2 separate regions of the Drosophila melanogaster genome follow, and region 2 is linked to region 1. The links are chromatin contacts, called in public targeted proximity ligation maps. All regions are on one chromosome and are shown on one strand. The core of a region is the stretch at or near the end of the contact, and the rest is flanking DNA. Distances in the headings are between cores, read along the strand shown. Region 1 holds the start of LeuRS-m (Leucyl-tRNA synthetase, mitochondrial). Region 2 holds the start of lncRNA:CR46198 (long non-coding RNA:CR46198).

What was found.
Region 2: a targeted proximity ligation map of the Kc167 cell line shows a contact between it and region 1, with 9 times the contacts expected there. A contact is called at or near these places in 4 of 107 Hi-C or Micro-C datasets (the Clone 8 cell line and the S2 cell line) and 1 of 7 datasets of targeted methods (the Kc167 cell line).

What each region holds. Positions count from the first base shown.
Region 1 is chr3L:4,824,105-4,827,379 of dm6, forward strand. It overlaps LeuRS-m (Leucyl-tRNA synthetase, mitochondrial), which reads left to right and starts at 1,749. Exons shown (of 4, transcript NM_139675.3): 1 at 1,749-1,938; 2 at 1,991-3,275. The coding sequence starts at 1,849. Dhc64C (Dynein heavy chain 64C) reads right to left here and starts at 1,583. Exons shown (of 15, transcript NM_001274503.1): 1 at 1,224-1,583; 2 at 1-57. The coding sequence starts at 1,467.
Region 2 is chr3L:5,084,901-5,087,705 of dm6, forward strand. lncRNA:CR46198 (long non-coding RNA:CR46198) reads right to left here and starts at 1,329. Exons shown (of 2, transcript NR_133172.1): 1 at 1,109-1,329; 2 at 680-1,034.

The sequences.
Region 1 (3,275 bases), core at 499-2,998:
GGTAGGTTACCTGCTCCTTCTCGTCCTCGCCCTCCGCCGGCTGCTCAGAATCGTCCTCTGAAAATGAATAAGTTGGTTAACAATCGAATTTCATAATGGGCCCACCCAGTTAATACATTAAACGTATAATAAATATGGTAATAAAAAATGGTTTTTTTTATTAGCCAATTGAAATAAATCCGTTGACTTATTCGTCCATTATTGAACTTTCAAAGGAAAACTAATTCCCGTTGATTACGTTTATCATGTCTGGCTCCACATTTACCCCTCACCCACTTTCAGTGGCATTCTACTGCCCACCTGGCATTGGACTCAATGGCACGGCATTGGCATGATTTCATTATCAAGGTGTTGACCTACGGAAATTAAGCGTCCAAGGAAAAACCTTCGAAATTCGTGCGCTCAAGGCTGGACCTTGGCGATGTCATTGCTCCCGCGCTGTTGGCCCCGTTGCCAATGTCAATGTGCCGATGGCATTGCCTTCGGCCAATGTCAATGTCGCTCCCAAAGCTATTGAAGCGGCGGAAGGTGTGCGCAGCCTCCAAGGTCGTTTCCGTAAACAAACTGGTTGCTTGGCAGGTACCAGCTGTTTCCCGGCGAATTGCTTGTAAACAAGCAAAGCCGGCAAGCGGCAAAACAGCTGTTAGCACTTATCGCCCTGCCGCGACTTTCGACTCATAGTTATCGAAGTGAATCATATGTGCTGACGTCATGCGCAGAAACCCGTTTTTATACCCTCTAATGCAGTACACTGATTTTACAATGCAGTTGGTATTTACTAACATGAATTATTGCTATCCTTCTGATTTTACGATTAATTCTGAATGCACTTTTTAGCAATATCGTAATATAAAAAATAATCCTATTTTTGTAATTGAATTTAAATTTTAAAAACTGTATGAATTTGTGATGCTTGAAAATTTTTCATACAAGTTGCTAGTGACATGGTAAGGTATTCCAGCTTCGACTTCCAAGCCAAAAAATATTTCTTATTGGAATTCAAACATCTGCCAAATTGATTTTTAAAAAACTGGTTGCGTATTCAGCTAGCAAACCCATAAATGACTCAATGTAACCATATGGAACTAATATTTTGAACTTATAACAAAAAGATTGCCTGAAAAGCTTGCCAACTTTCTTATCTTCGCCAAAAAGACGCCATTTTGTGCAGGTACCATTTTTTCACCCTAGATTTGCCAACGGGACAGGAATTCTTATTTTACCTTTAATGCAATTGCGTTGGACGTAAAGCGCCTGCACCTGGGGATCCGAGAGGAACTTCCGGATGGTGTCCTGGTTGACGGGATCGTCCAGAGCATCGTTCAGCGATGCGGGAACCACATCGTCCTCCGGCAGCAAAATGGTCACCGCCTTCCGAAGATAATTGGCAAATGCATCATAGTTCGCAATGGACAGGTTCACGATTGGATCCACCGATGTATCGGGGTTCTCCAAGGAGTCACCCATGTCCCACAAAGGTTTTCGGTATTAAATACTCCTCAAAAGGTGTACAATTTAATTTTTCACAATGCCTCGCCCTGTGAAAAATTACGTGAGTTTTTTTTTTCGCAAAATGTAAACGGCCCTGCCACTCAGTTGAAAATCGAAAGCAAAAAAGCCAGTGCTACCATAGTTGCGGCAGATATCAGAATACAGAACTGGGCGAAATGTTACCAGTCAGTCAGGAATGCTTCCCGCCAAAATTTCTTAGAGCAATTCCCATCCACGTGAGCGATGTGGCAACTCGATGCAGAGAAACAGCTGTTCGATTGTAGAGTGCAGTGGGTTCTTCCTATTTTGTTATTCAATAATTGTGAAATGTGCAATTCAATCAATTAAACCGGTATAATGCAAGCACTGAGAAGAACACGACCTTGGGGAGCTGTCTACTGGAATAGCTGGCGGCGCCTGCTAACCCAAAGCTGCACCCGGAATGATGTGGGTGCATAATATATCCGAGAAACGCAATAAGACCTTTGTTAAATTCCAGAATCCAGAGCTAACCAGTGATGTCAAGCACCGGATTGAGGCTCATTGGCGGGAGCAGCTCAGTGGAGGACAGTTCAATCCCAAGGACTCGCAGGACAAGTACTACGTGCTCTCCATGTTCCCGTATCCCTCCGGCAATCTTCACATGGGCCATGTGCGCGTCTATACCATAGCCGATTCGGTGGCTCGTTTCCAGCGAATGTGCGGCAAGAATGTGTTTCAGCCAATGGGTTGGGATTCCTTTGGGCTGCCCGCCGAGAACGCCGCCAATCAGCGTGGGGTGGAGCCCGCGTCCTGGACGGAGCAGAACATTGCCCAGATGAAGGAACAACTCAAGCGACTTGGTTGCTCCTTTGACTGGAACCATGAATTGTCCACCTGCAGTCCAAAATACTACAAGTGGACGCAGCATCTGTTCCTAATGCTCCATCGCCATGGATTGGCCTACCAGAACGAGGCTCTTGTTAACTGGGATCCCGTTGATAAGACCGTGCTCGCAGATGAGCAGGTGGACGCCAACGGCTGTTCCTGGCGGTCGGGCGCCAAGGTGGAAAAGAAGCTTTTGAGGCAGTGGTTTATCCGAACGAGTGCTTATGCCAAACAATTGCTAGACGGTTTGGAGGATCCCACGCTTCGCGACTGGAGGGATATTATTAACCTGCAGCGACACTGGATTGGAGAGTGTGATGGATACGCTTTCAACCTGCTCACCTCCGCCTCCGGACTTTTACGAGTGTGGACTACCCATCCGGAGCATTTAAAAGATCCCCATGCCTTTCTCGTGCTCCGCAGCAATCATCACTTGTCAAAGCTAAAGGGTGCGGACAGCCTAAGCGCAGCGAACCCGTTTGCGGGCACCACAATGCCTGTGGTCTTTAGCGACGAAGTGACATTTCCGCCAAAGAGCGATGTTTACCTGGCAGCCCCCAGCTTCCGTGGCGAAGACAAGGATTTGTGGGATTCATATGGACTGGCTTTTACTTCAAATGGCAAGGATGAGGAATCCCTAAGTCCAGCCAACTGGGAAATGTTAAGGAAAGAGGTGCTCCAGGCAGCCACACGCCTTAATGTTGGCGGCTATCGTGTATCCTCAAAGCTGAAGGATTGGTTGATATCACGACAGCGCTATTGGGGCACTCCCATTCCTATTGTACACTGTCAAAAGTGCGGAGCAGTGCCAGTGCCGGAGGAGCAGCTGCCAGTGTCTCTGCCTCCGAAGGATTCCCCGAAGGAAGCGTTTCTCTGTGATTGCCCAAAATGCGGTGAGAAGGATGCACGAAGGGAGA
Region 2 (2,805 bases), core at 79-2,578, 260 kb after region 1:
AATCCACTCGAAATTTTCCCCCTATCCCCACATCTTTCGCTCGGTGTCACATTTTCCATGATTTTGCTGACAGAAGTTTGTTTGTTGCCTGTTGACATATGGTGGGGAAATTGGGTGGCAAATCAAGGGAAAATGGTGGGCTCTGGGGTCCAAAGAGGTGATTGCCGTTTAAATTACGAAATCATGCATGCGGCTGAATAAGGGAACAGCAGGGAGATGGAGGCAGGAAACTGCTGGGTTTTTGAAATTATAGTGCATTTGTGTTTTGTAATTAGACCCCAAATACCTATCGATGGCGCCGGATAAGAGGGATTGTGTGTGTGTGTGTGTGCGTTTGCCAGGGTTTTTCAACGTGTGTGAGAAGTGGCCTAATGAGGCAACACTTTTGGTTCAATGTAACACCGGAACCCTCGTAAAAAATCAGGGGGAGCCCCACTGTCGGCACATACAAATCTGTAAAACGATCAGCATACAGCTCACAGCGTGAAACATAATCGCAATAAGTGAATGCACTTGGTGGTTTTGGTCTTGGGGCTTTGATAAAGTATTGAATTGCAAACTGAATTGGTGTAGAGGGGTACTTTATATATTGGAAACATAAAATACATTGGATTTAATTTGTATCCCTTAACTGGCATATATGTTTAAATGCAACATAATTGTGAATTTTAAATTGAATACCCGCTAAGTGTATATTTAAAGTATATGTATTCTTGATCAAGATCACTAGACTGTCCCAATGAGTATATGTCCCACTAGCTGAGTAAGGGCTAGTTCTCTAACACAAAAACGCACTTTTATCGCACTTTTTTCAAATGTCTTTGTTGACTCATACAATCCCGCCCTCAATCAGTCTCAAAAACTATGCACGTTTTGTGTTTTGTGTTTTGTCACTTGTACCATCGATATCCTGGAAATCCTGGCCAACAAATTGACATTTGAGCTGACACATTGAGGACGCTTTTCCCAGCTCTTTACAACTTCTATTGATTTGCCCAAGATTTGCAATCGCAGTCAAAGTCTCCAGTGTTGTCCTTGTAGCGAAAAGAGAAAAAAAAAGGAAATTTCAGGCAAGTGGCCCAAACAGCACACACAGATATGTACATACATATATATACATATAGACGTATATCCAGATGAATTGGCAACTGCGATGATGATGCGTCAATGCATGCAAATTTGTTAGCCACAAATAAGTTGGGCCCAAAGTGGTTTTCGGACTTTGCACACACAATATTTTGTTGCTCTTCCTGCTGAAAATTGTGGCTTCTGTTGCTTTCGTTTTTGTTGCCCCCATTGTTGTTGTTATTTCTGTTGTTGTTGTTGTTGTGGCGGCTGTCAATGGCAGTGATTTACATAATATGGCCAACTCGATGCAACAATTTCCTGTGCGCTGGCACCCCAAATATTTACCATCGTTTGTTTGCCAGTTTGGCCTCTGCTCTCGGCTCATACATATGTGAACTACTTCTTTTTGTGCTTTTTTTTTCTGTTTAGTCCTGTCAAAAGTTATTGGTCAGCAGGTGAAAAATCAATTCGATGGGCTCTCGGTCAAACAAACATTTCATTATTTTCGTCTCTGGCCAAACAGCTAAACCAACACGTTTTGTCATCTGCCAAATGCAAAATTCATTGAGAGACTATACGAATTTTGTGGCTCTTGATTTTGCCCTGATATCCTGCCAATTGGCCTAAACAATTGTTAATAGAATTTTTCTCCTGTGTGCGTAAATTGATTTGGCTTAGCCAAAATACGAACGCACATATCACATGCTTGTCTTAATTTTTGATTGCTTTGTGGTAAATCGAATGAAATGTCCGACCACTTGGCGTCTAAATTAACTTAAACAAGTCAATAAATTTAATCAACTAATTAATTTACCAACTGCAATGGGAAATTCCTTCAAAGGGGCTTGGGTCCGACTTCACTTCATACAATAATTTCTTAGCCGACATTTCTGCAACTGGGCGCTCCCCTTTTGCTATGAAATTTGTTGCATACGCATAGGCGCTGCCCACAAATTTGATGACATGTGTCCGCCACCTCCACCACCCCCTCTCGCACTCCTATCCTTTTTGGCCAAGTTGCTGTGTTGTCAGACGAAATCATGGACAATTTTATGCATGTCCCATGTTGAACCACAGCAGGCGAGAACCATGAATAGTCCGAATTGACAAGTGTTTAAGGGGCCACACAAAGGCTGGACATGAAGGGAGTTTGGTAGCTCGGGGGTCCTTTCCCATTCAGGATGTGGTCCAAGGGTCTATAGTTGATTCGGTTGTGGTCATATGTCTGGCCTACACTTCATGTGATGGACGAGAATTCTCCTGTAATTTCCCCTCATGATTTTGTTTACATATGTAAATATGAAAACGCTTTTGGAGTGTTCGGGTAGCTATAGCTGCTAAATTATTCAAAATTGAATTATTTCGAAAAGTTGAATGACTAATTAGTTTTCAGATTCAAATTATTCACTAAAATGCTAACATTAATATGAATACTGGAAAGAAACAGAGAAATATGGAATGTTTTTAAATATCTAAAGTCAATTAGATATATACAATATCTAAAAGTAATGCTGTGATAATCTGTCCCATCAGGCTTCAATCCTTAGCCAAATAATTTCCATATTAACTGCACTGCAGTCTCCATTTGAAAGCATAAATACATTATCATTTGCGTAACCCCAAAATAAAGTCTGCTTAATAGCAACTTAATCAGTGCTAATGTCTTGACTGGAATATCGCTCAGCCTACATACATCTATGATTGGTAAATACGATGCCAGAGTAGACTTGCCCACTG